3 separate regions of the Mus musculus genome follow, and regions 1 and 3 are each linked to region 2. A link is a contact called in public HiChIP or PLAC-seq and capture Hi-C data. All regions are on one chromosome and are shown on one strand. The core of a region is the stretch at or near the end of the contact, and the rest is flanking DNA. Distances in the headings are between cores, read along the strand shown. Region 1 has its middle 6.5 kb from the start of Gm23349. Region 2 has its middle 9.0 kb from the start of Gm34229. Region 3 has its middle 38 kb from the start of Gm23349.

What was found. HiChIP or PLAC-seq counts read pairs in DNA pulled down with a chosen protein or histone mark. Capture Hi-C pulls out chosen DNA fragments and counts their contacts.
Region 1: a contact with region 2 is called in a BATF HiChIP or PLAC-seq map of CD8 T cells, with 13 read pairs. The contact joins two enhancer-like sites. A contact is called at or near these places in 3 of 39 promoter capture datasets (3T3-L1-derived adipocytes, the HPC-7 cell line and liver), 7 of 484 Hi-C or Micro-C datasets (the C2C12 cell line, the N1E-115 cell line, Th1 cells and 2 more), 3 of 115 datasets of contacts at active chromatin or transcription factors (CD8 T cells, effector CD8 T cells and fibro-adipogenic progenitors) and 1 of 9 other capture datasets (bone marrow-derived macrophages).
Region 3: a contact with region 2 is called in a capture Hi-C map of bone marrow-derived macrophages, with 3 times the contacts expected there. The contact joins two enhancer-like sites. A contact is called at or near these places in 5 of 484 Hi-C or Micro-C datasets (the N1E-115 cell line, bone marrow-derived macrophages, liver and 2 more), 2 of 115 datasets of contacts at active chromatin or transcription factors (microglia and pancreatic cancer cells) and 1 of 9 other capture datasets (bone marrow-derived macrophages).

Annotation. Positions count from the first base shown.
Region 1 is chr1:184,572,176-184,575,229 of GRCm38.p6, reverse strand. No RefSeq gene overlaps it. Among named protein-coding and RNA genes, the nearest start is that of Gm23349, 6.5 kb to the left of the region's middle. Within about 2 kb of position 1,714, at least 20 of the 459 cell types and tissues checked have an H3K27ac peak or open chromatin away from gene starts, as enhancers often do. A contact at or near this core is called in CD8 T cells, the HPC-7 cell line, Th1 cells and 1 more, where this site is marked.
Region 2 is chr1:184,439,716-184,442,576 of GRCm38.p6, reverse strand. No RefSeq gene overlaps it. Among named protein-coding and RNA genes, the nearest start is that of Gm34229, 9.0 kb to the right of the region's middle. Within about 2 kb of position 1,341, at least 161 of the 459 cell types and tissues checked have an H3K27ac peak or open chromatin away from gene starts, as enhancers often do. A contact at or near this core is called in CD8 T cells, the HPC-7 cell line, Th1 cells and 2 more, where this site is marked.
Region 3 is chr1:184,616,880-184,619,878 of GRCm38.p6, reverse strand. It overlaps the pseudogene Rpl21-ps1. Among named protein-coding and RNA genes, the nearest start is that of Gm23349, 38 kb to the right of the region's middle. Within about 2 kb of position 1,623, at least 47 of the 459 cell types and tissues checked have an H3K27ac peak or open chromatin away from gene starts, as enhancers often do. A contact at or near this core is called in bone marrow-derived macrophages and microglia, where this site is marked.

The DNA of each region.
Region 1 (3,054 bases), core at 465-2,964, 130 kb before region 2:
GGAACTATGCCCTCACACAGCCATGCAGGCAGAACATCAATACACATGAAAATAAATAAATCTTAACAAAACAAAACAAAACAAAACAAAACAAAACACTGTATGGAGGGGGTGCTTAAAATAACGGCTATTCGCCATTTTTTAATACTAGCATTTGATATGTAAAATGGGATCATGTCTACTATTTGAGCTGACAAGATTTATATATCCACTGCAAGGGCTTCATGCACTTAGCCATCTCCCCAAGTCTCTTAAACTCTGTTTAATGGAAGGAATATATTTCCATAGTAAGCTTACAGATGACTTTAGAGAAACACACAGAGCAAGGCCCTGCTTTTCTAATTTGTTAGGTCAATGTCTCAGTTACTTATCTGTCAACAGCCAATAGTTTCTTACTTATTAGTGTGGAATTTTCTATGTATGTAAGCATTCCTCCCTTTCCCTCTGCCCTCTTCCCTTCCTTTCTTACCCCATCTCCACTAACGTTTGCTGAGCATGTAGTATTTCCTGTAAGTCATGTTGTGGGTCTGCATTTTGCCCTGCTGTGGGCTAGCCTGCGTGCTGTCAGGTGCTGGGCTCAATCGAAGCGCTGATACACTGCTCAGGGAGGGACACCGAAGCTGGGTTCCCTGACTCCCGGGAATCCAGTCACCTCTGGAAAACTGCACAGTGGAGTCAGGAACAGAGGGCCGGAGGTCCATGGGTTAGCGCCGAGGCCAGGGCCTAGGGCTCCCAAACTCCTGGACATCTTGACGCCATTGGGTCTCAGGGAGCTGGGAATGGAGTTGGAGTCCTGAGGGCTGAGGATGATGATGAGCCCAGGGCCAGGGGAATGGGGAATGCTGAGTTAGCTCATTTGCTATTGTCCTTAGCTTAGCAGTGGTTGTCTGGGAGCACAAAGGGGCCTTCTGTAGGCTGTGGCTCTGTAGGCAAAGGTATTTTCCATGTTCCCCACAGTGGTCCTTGATGGAAGAGACAGTCCTTGGTTCCAAACAGTTTATTGCTTGTTCATTGTGGAAAAGGGGTGCATACCACCTTCTCAGGGTGGACCAGAGATTAAATACCTTTTGCAGGAAGGAATGTCTGGGAAGGGAAGCTTATTGGTTAAACCTCCAGGGCATCTAGATGCCTTGTTAGCATGTAGAATTCTGTTCTGGGCTACTTGAGCGACATGGGTAGTGTGGCCACGTGTTCTGGGCCAGGAATCTGGCAGGGATCAGGGAGACACTTACCCTCTCAGGTGGGTGCCTGCGTGCCAGGGTCTCAGACCCACTCAATTCAAGTTTCTTGGCATGGTTCTTTGTTGTACATCTTGTTAATCTCAGATGGTGAGTGTTGCAGCTCTTATGAGATGAAGGCTGTGGTTTTCTTGCTCACTTCTCGTGTCCATGAACAAAGATATTTTTAAGAGGTAACTATTTTCAGCTGAAAGCAAACAGCCTTTTAAAAAGTGTCTCTGTTTCCTTAGGTGCAGACATTTTGGAAATGCCAAATTGAAAATGCATATGCTCCCGTGGAAGAAGCAAAGGGGGTTGATTTGCTAAGTGTGCATCTCTTTGTTGTGGCTCAGAGATCTGAGCGTGGTTTCTGGGAAACCAGGCAATGTGGAAATGAAAGAGATTCTGTGTCTCGAATTGCTGAGCCACCACTGGGCTGTCAAACACAAACATAAGTTTTGCCAATTTAAAGTGGAAGTCTGAGACGAAAGTCAGCTGGCAGTTATCTGTGGCTTCCTGCTGTTACTTGGTTTCTGGTTAGCTTCAGTGAGTTGCTGAGAGGAGAAGAGTTATGAGCAAACCACCCACCTACCCAGTGACATATGGAAGGTGCTACATCGTTGTCCTGTCTCTTTCCCAACCTTGAGAGGGCTGGGGATGCATGCGGCTCCATCTTAGAGCATCTGCGAAGTACTCGTAGAATCCCGAGTCCCATCTTCAGCACCACAACTCTCTGCTTGAAGAACAAGTGTCAGTACTTGTCTTTTAGGCAGGAAGTGCCCACAGAGCTTGTCTATACAGAAAGTTGATGCACACAGACAGGGGTTGGGTGGGGTTGGTGACAACGTGTAAGAAGGTCATTGTCAGAAGATGATGGATCCATGGAACATTGCTTTGGTGAACCTAGATGGCCCATGTTTGCTTGGGTAGCCGAGATTCCAATGAGCTTCCTTGATTGCTACAATCACTTGAGCAAAATGGTGAACTGTTTGGGGCTCTTGGGAAGATGCTCTGCTCTCATCAGGAGCCCTCCTCTAATAAAAATGTTTAGATCATAAGAGATCCTGATTCCGATGAGTGTGTTGTTCATTCCCCTCACTCGGCAAAGCCTTCTAGGTCGTCCTTGGTTTCCCATCATTCTGCCTGCGCTGGCACAGATAAAGTCAGCCAGGAGAGGGGATCAGGGACGTGTCCATTAAGTGCAGGTCTCTGCCACAGAAGAGTTAGGATGAAGTTATAGAAAGAACTGGTTTGGGGCCAAGTTGTAGAGTGATGGACATAACAAGGGTTGAGAGCAGGAGGCAACATTTTTTTTCCTTCTTAAAGGAAAATTGGACAATTATGAAATAAACTCAAGATGTGTGTGTGTGTGTGTGTGTGTGTGTGTGTGTGTGTGCATTGCATGTATGTGTGGGCATATACCTGCACCATTGCCCTCCCCCTCTCTCTGTGTGTATGTGTGTAAGCTAAAGGTCAGATATTTTCCTTTCTTGCTTTTTCTATTAATATTTAAGATCTCTTATTGAATGTGGAACTCACAACTTTGGCAAAACTGGTTGACCATTGAGCACCCAGTATCTCCTATCTTGGTCATCAGCTCTGGGGCTGTGGGTACTTAGCATTACATCCAGATTCTATGTGGATGCTAGGGATCTGAACTTGGATCCTCATGGCTATACAGCGGGTTCTTCACTGACTAAGCCATCTCTCCAACTTCGGGCACTTTGAAAGAAAACTGAGATAGCAATGTCTATAGCACATGTGATAGCCACGTGCATCTGCAAAAGAGTTATGGAAGTGTAATATTAGTATAATATATGGAAGTATAATATATCAT
Region 2 (2,861 bases), core at 92-2,591:
TCTGTCTCCTTCAAAACTGCCCTTTCTTGTTCTAGAGTCTCTTCTCAGTAGCAGAGTCTTGTAGTGGAGTTTTATTACACATTAAAGCTGTTTTAAGCCGTTTACAGACAGATGTTCCTCCCAGACTGTGCAAAATGTAAAGTCATACCTTCCAGATGCAGGAGGAGAGAGTTTGTGTAGCGACAAAGGGAACAGGTGAAGACATCATTGCTCCTACTCCCCTGTCCCTCCTCTTTCCCTCCCCACCAGATGAAGACCTGGCTTTCTCTCTAGGTGGCTCCTTAAGAGCTTTGCAGGATGAGGCTGGAGAGATGCCTCCTCATTTAAGAATACCTGCTGCTCTTGCAGAGAACATGAACTCAGCTCTTGGCACTCACATCAGGTAGCTAGTGGCCACCTCCACCTGTAATCCTAATTCTAGGGTACCTGACACCTCTGGCCTCTGAGGGAACCTGCACTTAATGTGCATATATCTGTGCACATGCACAGGTGTGCATGCATGCATATAATAAAAATAAGCCTTAAAAACATCTCTATAGGAACAGGGGCAGTCTGGCTCGTGGCTTAAAGATATTTCTATACTTCCATCAAGAGATAGCTCTGCTATCTTCTGTGTGTCTGTGAGCTAAATGGTATGCTGCTGCCTCCAGCCACATGATGATGGACATTATGCTCTGAAATGAAACATTGTTACTGGATGGCTTATAAATCATCTTTGAAATTCATAATGAAAGCAACTATTTCTAGAAAAAAAAAACCCACATGTCCAAGATGGAACTCCTGTTGAATTCCTGTATTGTGCTTACTATACACAACCAGTATAACATTAATACAATATAGCCACTGTTATTTATCAAATCCTAAATGGCATTTTCACTTCATCATTTAAAATGAGCCCTGTGACATTAGTAAACTCCCTTTGGCTCTTTGGGCATCCATTTTTACCTCTATAAAAATACAAAGAGCTGATAAATCAGTCTCCCGTGCTTCCTACAGCGCTGCCTGCTACACACCTCCACACCCAGCGTCTGTGGCCATTGTTCTGATTTGGATGTGGTGGGGTAGGCAAGCAGAATCCACAGTTGGGCCCCAGTCTTGAGTCAGCCAGCGGGTTCAATCACTTCCGCTTCCGCACGGTAACTGGAATGACTCAAAAGAAACCCGATAGACCAGATGAGCTCAGTTTTCACTTCCTGCTCCAACTGACTTCACAAGGCTTTTATGAGCAATTAAAAGACTAGGGAGAAAAGAGAAGGCGAATCAAAGGCCCTAGTCCGTCCATTCACAAGTTGAATAATTACCCGAGTCATTAGTAAACTGTCCCTCATTCCCCGTTAGCTTGTGCCCAGCTTCCGCTCCGTAGAGTGCCTTTAAACTTCCATAAGCTTGGCACTGTCAAGGAGGTGGTGGACCCTCTGTGAGGGCAGCAGCTGAAAGCAGCCCCTCTGGATGGGATTCCAGGAGGAAGAATGACTCGAACAGAGCCACGCCTCCTTACATCCTGCATTCTGGTGGGAATGCATGCGCAGTCTCGTAACTGCTATGCGTGACAGTATCCCAGGAGACGTTCTCACACCCGTGGTCATAAAACCTTTTACACTTATTTATTGGTTATAGCGAATGGGTTATGTGAACTGAACAACTTTAATACTTTGATCTGACTAAATTAAGAAAGAACAGGTTTATTACCTATTTTGCTGGCTTACTGATTAAGGATAAAACTTTAATACAGTATAAAAACTGAGGAAGGTTTCGTATTAAGATCTAGTCTTTGGGGCAAACAACTCTCAGACTCTCTCTGATTAAGAAAATTTGTATTTTTCTTTTTTAGATACATTCTTTTCTCACTCCAGGATCTTCAAAAAAAAACTACACTGCACAACATTTTTTTAAAAATCATTTTAAAGACGGGATCTCAGAATGCACTTGGCATCAGAGTCACTCAAATATGATTACTGAGCCTCTTGACTCAGTTTCCCCAGTGTTAGGACCATAGGTGTATGTCTGACTGCAGCCACCTTGAAGAATAGTTAATTGGTATTTTTCTGATGCATCTTTGTAAAAGACAGATTACTTCTCATGCCAATGAACTGGCAGGTTCTCCTACCAGAAATCACTGGAAGGATTTCTCATTCTGTGTCCCAATTAGACTTTTATTGCTGTGATATATGCCACTACCAAAACCAACTTGGGAAGGAAGGGATTTATAATTTATAGTTTCTCATGAAGAAAAGTTGGAGCAGGAACCTGGAGGCAGGAAATTACAGAGATCATGGAGGAACGATTGCTTACTGGCTTGTTTTCCATGCCATCCAGTACCACCTGCGTAGTGGTGGCACTACAAGGGACTGAGCCCTCTTACAGTGAACATCAGTCAAGAAAATGCCATAGAATGGGTGGTAGCCTAAATCTGTGTGTATGTGTGTGTGTGTGTGTGTGTGTGTGTGTGTGTGTGTGTGCCTGTGTGTGTATTATGTGGGTGCATGCATGTGTGTATGTGTGTGTGCCATTGTGTGCATGTGTATGCCTCTGTGTGTGTACTTGTGTATGCATGTGTGTGCATGCATGTGTATATGTGTATGCATGCATGTGTGTATGTGTGTACGTGCACACGTGAGTGCATACCTTTGACCCAGCTACTAGCTGCCTTCATACACTTAAAAAAGGAATACTTACTCATTAACCAAACAAGTTCTAGAAAATAATTATTCACTTAACACAATAAATGGTGACTTCCTTGCTGTTTCCACTCCATTGCTGTTGCTGTGAACAAAAACAACATGCTAAATGGAGACTTAAGAGACCCCATGGGACCAATTGATGCCACGTGACTTCCTCCCAGCCTTCCCTGAAAATAACTA
Region 3 (2,999 bases), core at 374-2,873, 180 kb before region 2:
GACTGAGCATACTTACTAAGACAAGGACACATGAGGAGACAACAAGGTGTCTTTCTACATCCCAAGGAAACACCTTGGTATCCTGCCTGCTAACCCCTTGATTTTTTGGACTTTCCAATTCCAGAACTATAAGAAATGGATTTCTACTGTTTAGGCCACACAGACTAGATCAATTTTGTTATGGCCTCTACTGTCAGTTTTGACGTTCAACTTGATACAACCTGGAATCACCTGGGGAGACTTTTATTCCCAGTGAGAAATTATCTAGAACATGTTGGCTAATGGGAATGTCTGTGAAGGATTTTCATGATTGTTAACTGATGTAAGAAGAGCAATTACACTATGGGCAGAACCATTCCCTAGACAGGAGAAAGCTAGGAAGCAAGTAAGTAGGCACCACGGTTGTATACGTTTCTGCTCTTGATGGCAGATGTGATGTGGTTACCTGCTGAAGCTCCTGTCTTAACTTCGCTGTTATCATTGACCATATCTGAAACTGTCGGACAAATAAATACTTCCTTCCTTAAGCTACTTTGGTCAGGGTATTTTATCACAGCACCAGAAATGAAGCTAGAACATCGCCCAAGCTGGATATGACATAGACACAAAGTGTTAGTAGTACATTCTTTGTTTCAGTCATAACAAGAAAAGTGGTGGGGTGAGGGATTGGGGGGGAGTGTCCTACTTTAGGATTAGGCAGAGAGAGACAAGTGCCCCCACTAAGTGTTCAGATGGCTCCAACTTGGAAGCCTGGGTAAGTGATTGAATCTTCAAGGATGGATGGAAAGGAGACTGGCCCTCTTGGAGAGGGCACTCTCCCACCTGTTGAGCTGCTTACATGCTGTACTGTATGCTCCAGGTTCCTAGATTTTGAGCTGTTACTTATGCTGGGGTTGTCTTTCATCATGCAGCTATCTTTGAATCATTTCTCCTCCTGCAAATAATCCTTAACCCATATTTCTGTAAGTAACCTCAACAAAATGTGTTATTAGTACACCAAGTTGGACTTGGGGGGTATCTATACTGTGGTTTGTCATGGACTCTCTGTCTGGGGTGAGTAGATGTGTGGCGTCTCCTATGGAAAGTCCTGCCACACAGCAGTCAGTGTTAGCAGATGGTTCCTAGGAGTTAACACAGGACGAGTGTGGTTACAGTCAGATGGATGGCAAACAAGGTCCTGATTATTGAGCATGGGACCCGGTGCAGAGACTGGTTGGGTCTGGTTCTGGGTGGGGATGACCAAATCACAATGCCATGGGATTTTGTTTTCTTTGCACCTGATCACAATTCTAGTTCTCGGTGAAATGGCAAATACAGAGGAATCTTACAAGCTATAGACAGAATGTTGAGCAGTGATTTGTTGTGACATTGCTTATGTGTGTTCATTGTCCCAGATCACTGTGTAATCTGTATATGCAACAAATCCACTTGATCAAGGATTTGGAAGTTAGGAGCTAGATATTACTGTGAGAGAAAGAATTGGTAACCTAGAGGCTCAAGCTATTAAACGCATAATGATTCACTGATGGGTGTTTGAAGTACCCCTCCCCTCCCCCATGCTCTCTCAGCAACTTCCTCTCTTTGTCTCAAGAATGACATCATTTCCTCACTGGCTGTCCGTTCTACATGATTCTCATGTGATTGGGCAACAACAACAAAAAAATGTCTACCTCATCATAGCGTCCAGTAATACTCAGTCTCTTCCAGGAAAGTTTCAAAATGAGACAACTGGATGGAACAAAAGGCAGAACCAGTTACCACATTTTTATGGTTCTAAATGTGAATGTGAATGTCACTGTGCCATGTCCTGTTGCCCATTTCCCTCAGCTTTCCTAATCATGGCGGAGTTCTTACTCCATTGATTGAATCATTTCGAGGGACAAATGGCTCATTAGGAAACAGGATTGGGTCACTGAGATGAGGCCAGGGTGCTGGTCGGCTGGGAAGAAGGTTTGAGAGTCTCAAGCCCTGCAGGCAGATCAAGTGATAAACGAACGGGTACCAGCCAACAAAGAGACATGGCAACTAGCAGGTCAGTGGAGCAAGGCTGTGGGAGTTAATCAAGAGTGGCAAAGGCAGCTCGTGTCTATTGAGGCTACTATACCTTTTTTTTTTTCCAGTCCTGGTCCTTTATTTCATTTTTGTACATTAGGCCATGAATTCGTATGGAATGGGCTCCAACAGCTCAGGCTCTTTATCGTTAGTCCTCACAAAGTGTGCTTCTCTGGGTGGCGCAGGCTGGCGCTTCAGCTGCACCCAGGTGCCCTTCTCTTTGGCTTCCTTTTTCTTCTGATCGTTCTCCTTCACCCGCTTCAGGAAGCTGTCTCTGCTCTTTGAGTGCTTGATGTGCTCAGTCCACACACTGGTCCTCTTGGCCAGAATCTTGCCCTTAACTTGCTTGTTTACCATGATACCTACGGGATGCTGGGTGACATTGTAGACTCTTCCGGTTTTGCCGTGGTAGCACTTATGGGGCATTCCTTTTTGAACAGTACCCATTCCCTTGATGTTCACAATATCACCCTTCTTGTAGATTCCCATGTATGTGGCCAAAGGAACAATGCCATGTTTCCTAAAAGGCCTAGAGAACATATACCAGGTGCCTCTCCTCTTTCCCTTTGTGTTCATCATTTTGGGGAGTTACTGGAAGATGGCTGCCCGAGGCTACTATACCTTATGCTCTGTTTTGTTTTTCCCTTTATACATCTCCTACTCTGACGTGAAGCTGAAGTTAATAAACCGAGCATATACGTCTAATACTCACACCGACCACTTAGACTCAAGGTTGCTAATATGATTTCACAGATGCAGAACTGAAGGTTTTGAGAGGCAGAACCTTCCATCCCATGGTTAGTGGAATGCGTAAAGAAAGGGCAGGGTCCAAGTCTGCACACTATTCACCCACCATCTCCTCCCACATCAGTGTACAGGCTCTGGTCGGTTAAGAGCATTTACTGATCTTGCAGAAGACCCAGGTTCAACTCTCAGCACCCACATGG